Regions from separate parts of the Danio rerio genome. Here all the other regions are linked to region 2. A link is a contact called in public HiCAR-type and Micro-C data. All regions are on one chromosome and are shown on one strand. Each heading gives the region's core, a stretch centred on a gene start, on an enhancer-like site or on the middle of the called end of the contact. The rest is flanking DNA. Distances are from core to core; before and after follow the strand shown. Region 1 overlaps jarid2b (jumonji and AT-rich interaction domain containing 2b). Region 2 holds the start of jarid2b (jumonji and AT-rich interaction domain containing 2b). Region 3 holds the start of pard6gb (par-6 family cell polarity regulator gamma b).

The links. Hi-C and Micro-C count contacts between places; a contact is called where the count stands out from the background. HiCAR-type assays count read pairs that join an accessible place to other places.
Region 1: a contact with region 2 is called in a HiCAR-type map of caudal fin, with 7 times the contacts expected there. The contact joins the enhancer-like site here to the promoter of jarid2b in region 2. A contact is called at or near these places in 5 of 18 Hi-C or Micro-C datasets (caudal fin, embryo, skeletal muscle and 1 more) and 3 of 4 datasets of contacts at active chromatin or transcription factors (caudal fin, embryo and gastrula embryo).
Region 3: a Micro-C map of caudal fin shows a contact between it and region 2, with 5 times the contacts expected there. The contact joins the promoter of pard6gb here to the promoter of jarid2b in region 2. A contact is called at or near these places in 2 of 18 Hi-C or Micro-C datasets (caudal fin and embryo) and 3 of 4 datasets of contacts at active chromatin or transcription factors (caudal fin, embryo and gastrula embryo).

What each region holds. Positions count from the first base shown.
Region 1 is chr19:28,546,642-28,551,312 of GRCz12tu, reverse strand. All of the region lies in intron 6 of jarid2b (jumonji and AT-rich interaction domain containing 2b), which reads right to left. Among named protein-coding and RNA genes, the nearest start is that of dtnbp1b, 100 kb to the left of the region's middle. Within about 2 kb of position 2,677, at least 20 of the 62 cell types and tissues checked have an H3K27ac peak or open chromatin away from gene starts, as enhancers often do. A contact at or near this core is called in caudal fin and skeletal muscle, where this site is marked.
Region 2 is chr19:28,383,769-28,388,311 of GRCz12tu, reverse strand. jarid2b (jumonji and AT-rich interaction domain containing 2b) reads right to left here and starts at 2,612. Exons shown (of 18, transcript NM_001202459.1): 1 at 2,107-2,612. The coding sequence starts at 2,151.
Region 3 is chr19:28,185,731-28,190,539 of GRCz12tu, reverse strand. It overlaps pard6gb (par-6 family cell polarity regulator gamma b), which reads left to right and starts at 3,275. Exons shown (of 3, transcript NM_212563.1): 1 at 3,275-3,362. The coding sequence starts at 3,291.

The DNA of each region.
Region 1 (4,671 bases), core at 1,428-3,927, 160 kb before region 2:
AACCTTTATTTGCATACCAAGACAGTCACAGTTCATGTCTCCACTCACACAATAATACAGACCACAACAGAGCTCCAAAAACCCCAAACCAGAGAGAACAGCAGGGAAGAAATAGGGAGGGGAAGTGTACTAGATTGATGAAGAAAAAGAACGATGTTTTTTATTCAGTGCCAACAGCTGCGAAAAATCCTTAGAAGTGTAGTTTAATCATAAAATCCTATTTAAGCATCAATTCATCGGCTGCTTTATTCAGTACAGAAAACTAAAGTTCTTCAAATTTGGCTTTAATGCCTCAAATAAAAGAAGCCGTGCTTTCAGCTGATCTGAGGCCCCCAATATACTTCACAGCAGAGCAGATGCAGCTTGGGTTACGCCCGGCCTCTCATTGTTTAACAGCCGCCATGGGAATTCGACTATGCCAGTCTACAAACATAGTCAGCCTCGACTTCTCTCTTCACATTGTTTTGTTTGGCTCTGTTCTTCTGGCAAGGCAGAAAGGATTTGATTTCCTATGTGTGTTTTCTTATAGAGCCAAGAAAAGATGATGCAGCCGGAGGGTTTTAGTGGGCTAAAACTCTAGGTGAAATAAACACTATGTGCTTCCTGACATCAGAGATATCTCACTGGATAGGAAGGAACAGTCCTGAAATTTGGCTTTAATTCGTCAACAAACCTTCAAAGGCATAGTTCACCAAAAAAAAAAAAAAAAAGGAATATTTATTCACTATTTACTCTCCCTTGAGTGGTTCCAAACGTTTGTGTTACTTTCTTCTGTTGAAAACAAAAGACAACGGCTGCACCCGTAATCACATACTTACATACTATATAGTATGCTAAAAACAGTTTATGAGTAGAGCAGTATGTCCGAATTCATAGATTTAAAAAAAAAAAAAAAAACAGTATGCGAGAAATACTTGGATGACTTACTACTTCTGGCCAATTCTGAAGAGTGCATCTGATGCACGCTGTACTATCCCATTATTCCCCATGAGAGAATTCATGAATGTGAGTCAAAGGAGGCAATTCACACAGGTAGGTCATGTAATTATGACAAAATGGTGGATACAGTATGTCCGAGTTCCTTTTCACATTCATACGACATAGAACAAACTTTTCTAAAGACCAAGTAGTACATTTAAATCAAATGCAGTACCTACTGAGTGGTAGACGGTTTCGGATGCAACCAATATTTTGAATAAAGCTGTAATCATTGACATTCATAGTAAAAAAACACTATGGAAGTCCATAGTTAAGGGTTTCAAGCCTTCTTCAAAATAATGTCTTTGGTCTTCGACAGAAGAAAGAATTTCTAACAGGTTTGCTACAAGTGAAGGGGCTGTAAATAATGACTCAATTTGAATTTTTGGGTGAACTGTCTATTTAATTTATAATGATGCAGTCGGATATGAAAACCATTCTTGCATATTCGTGGTAAATATATTATTGGGCAAGTACCAATTTGAGACTCTGGTTTTAAATCTAGCAAAAAGGCTTGTTCTTTCTGCATTACACTGGCAAGATTTTTAGGTTTGTGTTTTCTTGTTATTTTTTTACACTATTCCTTGTCTCACAGTGTGAATTTTCCACCTGATAGCAAAGAAGCCATTTAATTGTTCCATTTGACTACTTGATGTGGCCCATTTTGATAACTTCACACTTTTGAATAGGCCATTAGATGTGGAGCCACACCCTCCCTCATTTTCCTCTCTTTAAAGTCACTGAACACCCTTAACGAGAGTCTCTGTTGTGGGAACGGTGTCCAGACTGTGCTGATCTCGGAGCCAGAGGTTTGCTGTCGGACAGGCGAGGAGATTGCTGAGTGTCTTTGAAGTAAGACATCGGCTGTATTGTATTCCAATCAGGTGCAGCCGCACAACAAAGAGAGGCTATTAAAAGATAAGGGGGACTGAAATGTGACCTCCTTCATCAATCGTTTCCTCTTGTCGGCAGCAGGAAAAAAAGAACTGCAGGAGGGAGAGGGGGAGAATATAAAAGAAAGCGACAGACTCCAGCCCCAGAGGCAGGCATGATGGATGCTCTCTGCAGGTAGAGTAAGCAAATGTAGCATGATGTCAGCTGCGGCCATGTCTATGAAGCACCCCCGTCATCATACCCGCCCTCTTTTGAAATAACACGTCAGTGGTCTATGGCACGCCTTATCCCATCTGCAGGGCTCTGAGAGTGCAGAATGTGATGGTAATGATAATCCCACTCAGCATAACGCTGGATGCTGAGCAGAGCTTGTCCCGCGTCTGGCTTTGTGTGTATTGAGCATCATGACCACTAGAGGGCTCACTGAGCCCAGAACTCTGCCTGAGGGGGCAAATGAGCCCTGCCACATGCTGCCAGCTATTATTTAGACTGTCTGAAAAGGTGGAAGAGAGAAAGTGAGGAAGAAACCACGCAAGCAAGAGAATACAGGTCAATGGACTGTCCCCAGTGGGCAACCCCCTGAAGGGGAAACGAAGAGCAGGCTGGAGGAAACAGGGAAGAAAACAAGGAAAGAGAATGGAAGGAAGGATGGAATAGTTAAAGGTTGGCTGGCTAGAGATGTGCAATTAAACCCGTTTAACAGCCAGGAACAATAACAGGAGAACCCACACAGACAAGAGGCCAGGCCAGCTTTTTGAAGTAGATCTTGGACTCATGTGAGCATGAGGGAGGACAGATGACATCATGTGTTGCTATAGGCCAGATGCAGCACAGCACAAGATTTAACTGAGAACATCTGCAGCGCTGTAGCCCACACCACACACATACACACTACATTTTAATCTATCCGTTCAGACTATGAAGTTTCAGAAGTGTCCTTTGGTTGAACATGTTTAGGAGGAATTTCTAAACTTTTTATCTATCCATAGTATTAAAACAGAATATACCCACATGTCCAAAGCTGTGTATTCTAAATATTTGTCCTATTACAAGCACTTTCACTAGTTCAGAAAAGACACTGTTAACTTTGTTTGTTACATGGAAAACTTATAATAGCTCGTTTGTGGAAAAAATTGGACAATGGTTGCGGGAATTGTTTTATTGTTTGGCTTTAGAAAAATTAACTTATTTGGTCAAGAGAAAACCTGAAAAGTTTTCCAAAATTTGGAATCCCTTTGAAGGTTTCCTGAAGTAAGCTGATGCAAATCTTATCTCTGTATACCTTGTATTACCAGCTATTAATTTACCATTGTAGTTATATGATGTACCTTTATATTGTATGTGTATTTACATGCATTTATTTATATGTATAAGTGTATATACGTGTGTGTATATGTATAGATTATTTTTATTATAATTTAGGTGATCTGCTTGAGGTAGATCAATTTATTTTTAGGCTTTTGATGAAGTAGCATTCAACTTAAGAGCCCTTTAGACCATGCACTGTGTTTCTCCGTGTTTTGCTGGTAATGTCTTTAAATACATTTTTTTAGGACTATTTAATTATTCATTTATTATTTGTGTGCAATAATTATAATTTACATAAAAAATTTAATTAAAAAAATTAATTAACATAAAATGAGATCGTAAAATCCAATCAACAACGAAAATGCAAATGAAAACTGTAAATGAAAACATAAATGGAAAAAAAAATTTTGTGCATTGTAAAAACGGCTAAAATCAATAAAGAAAGCTAAAAAAATTTTATTAAATTCAAAATTTAAATAAACTATTTTTGATTGGGGAAAAAAAAATCAGTTTGGATGGTCTCTACAGATTAGGCACATATGTTATATACATGTAGCAATAGTTCAACCAAAACTAAAATTCTGTCATTATTTACAAAATTGTTTCAAACCATTTTATTTAATTTTTTTATGTTTCTTCTACACAAAATTAGCTTAAAAGATAGCTGAAAACCTGCAACCATTGACTTATAAAGTGTTAAAAAAAAGGTTTGGAACCAATTGAGTTTGAGTAAATAGTGACTAAATCTTCATTTTTTTGGTAAACCATCCATTTAATTCAACTTCATTACCATTTTACACTTTATAGTAACATATTTCTATGAAAAAAAAAACACATCTAAAATTTCTGCTGTCTTTGGAGACAAACTCCAAACACCACAGCCAAATATCTAGCAGTTAAAAGAACAGGAAATCTTCAAAGAAAAAGAAAAAGACAAAAAAAAAAAAAAAAATCAAAAAGACTCCTTAATGTAACTGCCATGGATAAAATGAAATAAATAAATACAGCTGTAACTCACTCTAACAATTAACACACAAATCAGTTTAATAAAAATGCTGCTGAACCTGTTCTGCACCTGCTGTTAGCAGCAAGAGAACACTCTAGTTCACAGATCAAGTAAAGCCAAACACTCTAAAGCCAAAATAAATACATAAAGTCCACAATAAAAATAATAAATCCCTTCTCCCACTGCCTTTTTATCTCTCAAAATTATTCCATCGATATACTTTATATATTCCCACTGATGGAGGAAGATACTGTACACCTATAGTGTGTTACTAAATGCGATCAATTTCCAGAGTTGCTCGATACAAAAAATAGAAAGCAGCATGATAAACATTCAAAGCATGTGTAATCGGTTATGCTCATGTCATGGCTCTTTAACACATGAAAATTGGCTTTAAAAAGAGAGACAATAAAAAGAAAAAGAGCGAGAGAGGGAGAGGTCAACAGCTGTCTTGTAGATTGTCATAGTTTTGCAGACTATGCCAC
Region 2 (4,543 bases), core at 1,363-3,862:
CAGTCTGAGATGCAACAGAAAGTCAGACTTTATAAACAACAGTATTTCAAAAAGGAGAAAGAAAAAACACACATTTTAACCAGTTATTTTCTTTGACATTTCTTTAGAACTTTATACAACAGAGTAAAGAAATAAATCCAAACAAGAGTCCAAGCAAAATAATTAGAGCTGTGCTTGTCATAATATGTTTTCCTCAAATACTTTTCCTTTTTTAAATGTCCAACAAAAATGCAGTGACTTAAATAATATTTTTCATAAATCAGACAATCTGTGTGAAAAAAAAAAACAGAACAGAACAACACTTTGTCAAGTTATTTTAGGATGGCTTTTAAACTTTTACCAGTACAGGGGTTTTAACTGAATCAGTCTTCTCAAGAAGTACAGCTACCACGTGGCCCAAGACTTCTGTTGTAATCACTTTCATTTCCCTTGTCAATCAACAAATTTGTAATTGCGTCACATTTTTGTAAGCCAACGTGACAACGAGATGCTGCACTAGTACAGTACAACAACAAAAAGTAAAACGATTTCCATAACCTTTACATAAAGGGATAAATGGCACAGATAACGTGCTTGGAAACTGCCCCCGTTTTGCGTCATCATAACCTTAAAGCTTTGCCATGTTGGTTTTACTCACGCTAACCTGTTGCTGATGAAAATAAAAACTTAAATATTAATACCGAATCACTAAAACATATTTTAAATCGATATTTAGCGATTAAGCTCAAATGTGACTCTTAGGGAGGAAAAGTTATAAATAATCGAGAGCACGTGACAAACCTACTTCACACAACAGCAGACAAAAATTGGCTGCACGAGCTAACCCTTTCACGCGCTGGAGGGAAATTATTTCTTAATGTTAGCTTGATTTGAGAAGATCTTAGTTGATAACATGGACACTGAAAAATGTAACAGTCTCGCAAACTACGAAAAACAAACTCCTTAAATAACGTTACAGGTAAAGCGCCTGGAAACTCTGGTAAGGAGGCAGTTCTTTGAGGGTTAACCGAGAGAGGTTTGGTCGGCTGTCTCTGAGGAGACTCGGGCTTTTGTTATGGTAGTCTTTCTTAATTCCGCTCCCGAGTAAAGTAAATCACCAGCCAGAAAAGTTCAAGCCTTATGTAGTGCCCAGTTCTCCAACATTTCTACAAGTTCGCCGGTTCACTAACCTATCGTAGAGGAAATGTTAAAATGGTCGTTTGCTTTACACGCGAGCCTCTGCAATGCGACTGGATATATTCTATAAACGACATCCCATGTGCTTAATAAAATCTGGTGTGTAATATTACGATCGGTAAGCATTTAATGGCTTATATAGCTTAAAACGTGCAGAGACTCATCGAGTTAAAGGAGACAAAAAAACGTCTTTCAGGGAAAGCAATCCCCCATATTAATGACTAAGGTCGTGTATTCATTTTAATATGTTAAGACTGAGGACAATCCTCTCTTCTGAATCTTAATAAATGAACTTTACATCTGCCACCAATTTAAAGCCTCCTCTGTCGTCAAGGGCAGAGGAAATACTTTCTTTGCACAGTTACTTTGAGAACATTAAAGAACCCATTGCTTACACTTAAAGAACGTTACATCCGAAATAAACAAATGGGTGATGCCAGGGGAGTTGGGACAGTTGTTTTTATGACTTGTGTCTTTTTGCAGAATCCTGCTCGTGAAAACAGATCCCAGAATAAAAGAGGGCGATGTGGTTGTCCTCGCCGCTTGGAGACTTGAGGCATAGAAGAGCAAACAAAGCCATTCTGATCACAATAACATTAATTTGACACTGGAGTTTGCCAACAACAACAAAACAAAACACGTCCAGGTTTACAAACGAGTTTTGCAAGCTTACATCTGTCGTGCAAAACAATCATCGCCAATGATGATTTCAGAGTAAAAGCAAAAGAAAATAGGCGTCCCTGGAACTTCAGAGGAAGCCCTTTAAATCTATTGAAGTGGTGTGAACATAGTGTGATGCATTTATTTCGTTTTCAAAGCCAGACTTGGCACAACAAGAGCCATCCGTGATCAAAGTTTACGCATTTCACATCGACACAAAGACCATCGAACAAACTTAAGATCAGCCGCATACGAAAGATCAACACTTACGTATTTCTTCTGAATGATATTCCTCTTAGGTCTTTCCTTGCTCATTCTGCAATCCAAAATGATTTATTGTTAAGCAGAGAATCGCCACATGAATTTTCTTCCTGCTTCTCTTCTCGTCTCCGATTTAAATCCCCTGTAGTTTGCCTGGCTGTGCAGAATTCCCTCTTCGATCGCCGAGGATTCCTTGTAGAATCGCGGAATTAATAATCCCAAAAATTAGGGACCCATCGCCAAGGATAGAGGGCAAAATAAACAATCACATCGGCACACCATAGTTAAAAGCATTCGCCACAATAAACTTCCATCAGTGATGTTCATCCCGGCTCTTTAAAACATGTAGGTTCATTCAAGTGAGGATGTAATTGTTCGGTGGCCAGTTACATCTTGTTTTTAAAAGGCATATCCAATGGTAGGATGAAATAAATACAATTTAAAAAAAAGGAAAAGGGTTCGTTTTGGCTGGAGCTAGCAGACAGTGAGTGAACTCCAGCAGCACCACGGGCTCTTGTGAACACAAGGCGACGCTTCTTTCTTTAAGCAGCCTATCACACCCCACAGCACGCTCAGCGGTAACTTTAAAGAGCTTAGGGAGCGTCGCAAAATAACCACGAGCACAGAAACGAACACAACTTCAGAGTTGGCGAATAAATGAATGGGCGATTCAGTCACAAAGGATTTTTATGTATTATGGAAGTCATTCAAATGACGAACTCGAGAGCAAAAAAAAAAAAAAAAAAAACCTGATTGGGACATCCCTATTTTAAAGAAATCTGAAAATCTGTAACCATTGACTTTCATTGCAGGAACGAATATATTGGAAGTCAGTGGTTACAGAATTCCTGATTTCTTCTAAATATAATTTCATTCAATGGAAGAAAGAAACTCATAAAGGTTTGGAACAAATAAGAGTGAATAAAGGACACTTAAAAAAACTGTATCATTCAACTTTCCTCCCAAACACTTGCAGATTGGTTTAGTTGGCATTACAACTATTATGATATACTGTAGCATCATACTATGTTGCAACTCAAAAACAAGATATTTAGGGTACATTTACATGAAAAATATTGCTTCATGACTTTGAAAAGTTTTACATACAGACTACAACTATGTTAAGCTTTGCACACATGGGGTCCTGTAGACCAGAGGTGGGCAAACATTTTTTTTAAGGACTAAAAACATTCTTGGTTGAGGGTTGTGGCACGAAGGTAAATAAAGCAGTATTTATTTTTAAGTGTTTATTTCAATTTTTTTAATTACATTTATTTATTAGTATTCAAAAATAAAAAAGCAAAAATAACTAACAATATTACCTAATGAATTGTATAGTTGTACATCTTATAATGAATTTATTAAAATAAAAACAATTTTATATCACAATGGAGTTCAATGCTGTAAATGCTAGTCAAGTTGATGAGGTCTTGTGCATTGTCCTCTACCTGCAAGGTGACAGTATTTACATTTAAAAAATCTGATTAATTTACAATATTTAATTTCAATTGTATTATTTATTTAGATTTTAAAGCTTAACAATAAAACCAACAAATTGTTAAGTTAAATCAGAAATGGCATTATCTGCTAAATCTATATAATTAAATACCTGTCATTCTTCCTTTCTTCTCAGATGGGACCGTGGGCCAAATCAAAGTTACCATGGGCCAACTATGGTCCGCAGGCCCATGTTTGGGCATCTCCGCTGTAAACCCTTTCCATGCACACATGGGTGTTTTAAAAACTACTCCTTTTGTATGCCATTTTGTCATTTGTCTTCTGAAACTAAACCACTTTATAAGCTAGTGAAATCTTCTGTTATCTCTTTTGTTTGAAGTCACTTTGTGCTCGACAGCTCTTCATAGCATGTGTTTGTGTTTTCATGTAGACACAATTTTTACTTTTTATATAAAAGAAGAAAAACTGAGTATGCCATAATCTGCCGTTTATCAATATATATTTGTTATCACTCTCAAATGCCTAGAGATTTTACACAATGTGCATGACTGTTTTAACCAAATCATGATGTTGTTTACACTGAGAAAATAACAGTACTGTGTTTTGTATTCCATTTTAAAAATGCTATACAAAAAGGCTCTGAAAAATGCAAAGGCCACAAACTTTGTTGTCTTAACTAGGCTAGACTTAAGATGTATACACGAACACACTTCTGGTAACTGGGCAAAAGTGAAATGAATCTCCAGAAATGAGTCATGATCAGATCTTGAAACAATGACAGGAATCTGAAAGGACTGCGTAAGTAATTCACAAAAAACAAGTTTGTCACCAAACGGAATATTCATGTTTTTGTCATAACGGGTGATTGTGGAATAACCCTTGCATGGGAACAAAAACATGACAACCATACAAAATCTTAGCCTAGAGCTAAATTTTATTCCATTAGGTTATGATGTGTGTAATTATAAAATGTTCACATGACTTCAGT
Region 3 (4,809 bases), core at 2,026-4,525, 200 kb after region 2:
AGTTTCAGTATCCATGTCAAAGCAGTTAGTAAATCAGCATAATATCATCTCAAAAACATTGCAAGAATTAGATGCTTTGTTTCCAGTGAGGATTTAGAAAAACTTGTTCAAGCTTTTATCAGCTGCAGGGTGGATTACTGTAACAGCCTCTTTACTGGCCTGACCAAACGGACAGTCGGTTGCAGTTCATCCAGAACGCTGTGGCCAGGATTCTAACCAGAAACAGGAAATCAGAGCACATCACACCTGTCCTACGGCCTTTACACTGGCTCCCAGCTACATTCTGAGTAGATTTTAAAGAATTACTTGTTTATGAATAGCTAAATGGCCTTGGACCTCAATACATTACAGATATGCTCACTAAATACAAACCTAACAGATCATTAGGATCAAGTCAATTAGAAATTCCAGGAGTACTGCTGGAATCAGCTTCCAGAAATGATCAGATGTGCTCCAACATTAGGCACATTCAAATCAAGACTGAAAACACATCTGTTTAGCTGTGCCTTTACTGAATGAGCACTGTGCTATGCCTGACACATCACACATTATGTCTTTCTTTTCTTTTTCATTCTTTTATAACTTGTTTTAACACAATTAAATCTGTTTTTATCTGTTTTTAATAATCTGTTTTCTTATACTTGTTTCTTTTATTCTGGTTCATTTAAAGCACTTTGAATTATCATTGTGTATGAAATGTGCAATATAGGCTAAATAAACCTGCCTTGCCTTGACATACTTTAGTATATAACTGTATTACATTTTTATAATGTTACATCTGCTTTGAAACAGACATGAAACAGACTGGGTGCGTGAAAGAGAAAATATCCCGCATAACACAACATAAGTAGTGATGAAGTATAAATAGCACAGCGCCAGTGTGCAATTCAGAGGGTTTGGTTTGGACCTTTCTAGTCTGCTAACTGCTTGTTTGTTTTCACGGTGCAGCAGTGACACCTATTGGTCAATAAGAGAACAGTAAGTAGCCTACAGCATGTCAAGTGGTTGACAACTGATCGCACGTAGAAATTCAGTTAAAATCTCGCATTTTTGTCATTCTTGCTTAACTAACCAAAAAAAAAAAAAAAAAAAAAACACTTTGCTACACTTTATTAAACGTCTTAAAGTAATATGTAGCCTAAATGTGTTTGTCTGGGGATAAAAGCATCAATAGATATCTTCACAAACGTTGAGTGAGCTCCTGCTCCAAGGAGGTTTTAGGTAGTCGTGAGATCACGGACAAACATAAACATGTCTTTTTTATTGACCAGTGGTATGTTTGTCTGAGAAGTTACTAAAAAAACATTCCTGGGCACATCAGCTGTCGGGCACCGGCGCCTCAGAGCCGCTTCCCTGGAATGCCGCACATCCAGACATTCTGCATGAACGCCAGTAATGTTACCAGCAGCTTCTAAAAAGGCCGGGGAACTTATAGTCCCTTTACTGTACGCCATGTGAAATTCATATGCATAGGCTATGTGAGAGTTGGTTTGAAGAACTTTTCAAATCATACTATGGCTAAGGAGTATGGTTCATGAATATTTATAACGTATTGTTAAAGTTGCTTAGTAACCTTCTGAGTGTTCCATCACGTGATCTTATTAATAAACATAAGCCATGCCTTCGCAAAGAAAGGCAATCGATTCTTTTCGAAGGAGAATAGCTTGTTTCTGCTAGATGGTCTGTCTAGTTATATGTAGGAATTGTTTTTTTTCTGTTTTATATCTAAAAAAAAATAAATAATTTATTTTTATTGTGCTACTTTATTATTACAATTTCTTATTTGTCTGAAAACAGACTAATCTGCAAATTGTCTCTTTAAGATCAGTATTGTTTTTATACATATACAGAAGATTTTTTTTCTGAAATCATGGCATTGGTGTTTTATAAAATGCAAGCCAACAACTGGCACTTTGGGAATAAAATAAATTTAAAATAAATTAAAAATTAAATTAAATTAAATAAATAAACAAATATAGTAAAAAATACAGGTAGAAAACTAAAAAGGCTCAACTAATACCGGGGCGACACAATGGCTCGGTAGTTAGCACTGTTCCCTCACAGCAAGAAGGTCGCTGCTTTGTTCTCTCTGTGTCCGTGTGGGTTTCCTGCGGATGCTCCGGTTTCCCCCACAATCCAAAGACATGCGGGTATAGGTGACTTGAATAAACTAAATTGGCCGTAGTGTATGTGTGTGTATGGATGTTTCCCAGTAGGCAACTTGGTTACGGCTGGAAAGGCATCCACTGTGTAAAACATATGCTGGATAAGTTGGCGGTTCATTCCACTTTGGGGACCCCAAATGAATCAAGAGACTAAGAAGCAGGAAAATGAATGGATGAATTAATTAATGGCCAAAATATATTATTATTATTATTATTATGTTTGTTGTTGTTGTTGTTGTTGTTGTTGATTCATTAATTAATAATTAATTACTTTTATTTATTATTGTTCATAGATCCTGGCTGAGTAAACACAACATTTCATTTTTTTGTGACTGTCCCTTTATTTTTACTTTTTAAATTTTAATTTCATGTATATTATGAATAAAAATATACAACCACAATAAGACAGATATAAGAGAGGAAAATACATTAACTGCAGAGAGAGAAAGACTAACAAAACAAAGAAGGGGGTAAGTAAATCACAATTGAACAAAAGTGTATGAAAATAAATAAATTAAGAGCATTACAGAAAAGCTATCTAACTCAAATCAGAATCAACAGCGACAGTTCTTCATATAGTACCAAAACTCGGACAGATTTTTGTTGTTTTGTTGTAAGATTTGAGCTGAGCGTCAACTTCAATCTGAAAATGTCGAGAATTTAGGATTGAAGCCATGCATCTTTGTTTATGCATGTAAAAATGTGACTGTCCCTTTAATCAAGAAATCAACCGCATCACCTTATCCCGCTTACTAACGTTCGCTTTGCAGCCAATCAGCTACCTCTAAGGAAGACCATCGTTACGTAATTAATATTCATAAGCCAAACCCTCACCGTAGTAGAATTAGCAACCCGTCGGAGACAGAGCGATGATGTCATATGTGAAAACTTAGCCCACTCCCCCTAGTGAGAGGTACTGATTAGTCTTTCACATAATTTTCTGCAGAAGTTTTGTGAAGTGACCGAGACACCGCGCGACCTGAAGTTTAGAAAAACTGTCGCACAGCCTCAGTGGACTGATTTTTTTCCTCCTTTGGAAAGTGAACATTGGACGTTCAATAACGGGACAGGCTTATAAATCGAGCCCATCACCCTGGACGGGCTGAAAAGTTTCAAGCGAGCAAAATGAACCGGAGTTTTAATAAATCACAATCTTTGCGTAGCTTGAACATGAACGCGGTGGAAGTGAAAAGCAAGGTGAGTTGAATGTGCAGCGAAAACTATTTTACGAGAATAGTTTAGTTGCAGAGTTACACGATGTTGTGTTTGGATGGGAACAGAAGGAATTGCTAACTTTGGTTAGCCCATGTCAGATTTATGCTATATGAGGTACTCGGATGAATCTTTGCATAATTGTGATTTTTTTTCATGTTTATTGAATCATTTTCAAATGTTTTCCTCTGTTGTAGATTATTATTTTGTAACTTCTATCTTCTCAAGTAGAATCAATTACGTTACAGAACAGCACTGTTTTTGACGCTGGAACTGTCACATCATTGAACAGTGTTTATGTTTTTTTATTATTATTATTACTTAAAATGTCCATAAGGACATTAAATTACTAAAAGGTTCAAGCAAATCTAGTTATAGCAATGGTCAGGATGCAGCATGTGGCTTTCAGATGGGATTTGTTTTCTGCTTGAGGTTTCGCGCTTCTCTCTGATGTTTTGTTTGTCACTCACAACAGGTCAGGTTAGGTTAAATACTGTCTTCATTAACAGCTATTCGAAAATAGCATCTAAACAACACAAGGGCATATTTACACATTTGACAGGATCAAACACGAGAGCTGATTCATTGGGATGGGCTCATTTATTTGTGTCCGTTGGACAAAGTGATATTTTGCTTCTTTTATTGGTTTACATGTTGCATATACAACCGGTTTACATTGGTGTTGCATTAATATCTATCTATCTATCTAGCTAGATGTATGTCTCTGACTGTCTGTCTGTCTTTCTTTTTGTCTGTCTCTCTGTCTATCTATTTATGTCTGCCTGTCTGTATATCTGCCCGTCTGTCTCTGTCTGTCTGTATATCTGTCTGTCTGTCTGTCTGTCTGTCTGTCTGTCTGTCTGTATACTTGTCTGTCTGTCTATATATCTGCCTGTTTGTCTGTCTCTGTATCAATCTATATGTTTGTCTGTCTCTCTATCTGTCTATCTATCTATATATGTCTGTCTCTCTGTCTGTCTGTCTATCTATCTCTCTCTGTCTATCTGTGTCTATCTATTTATATGGCTGTCTGTTTGTCTGTCTATCGATCTATATGTCTGTCTGTCTGTCTATCTTTTTGTCTGTCTCTCTGTCTATCTATTTATGTCTGTCTGTCTGTATATCTGCCTGTCTGTATATCTATCTATCTATCTATCTATCTATCTATCTATCTATCTATCTATCTATCTATCTATCTATCTATCTATCTATCTATCTATCTATCTATCTATCTATCTGTCTGTATATCTGCCTGTCTGTCTGTCTGTCTGTCTGTCTGTCTGTATACTTGTCTGTCTGTCTATATATCTGCCTGTTTGTCTGTCTCTGTATCAATCTATATGTTTGTCTGTCTCTCTGTCTATCTATATATGTCTGTCTCTCTGTCTGTCTGTCTATCTATCTCTCTCTGTCTATCTGTTTATATGGCTGT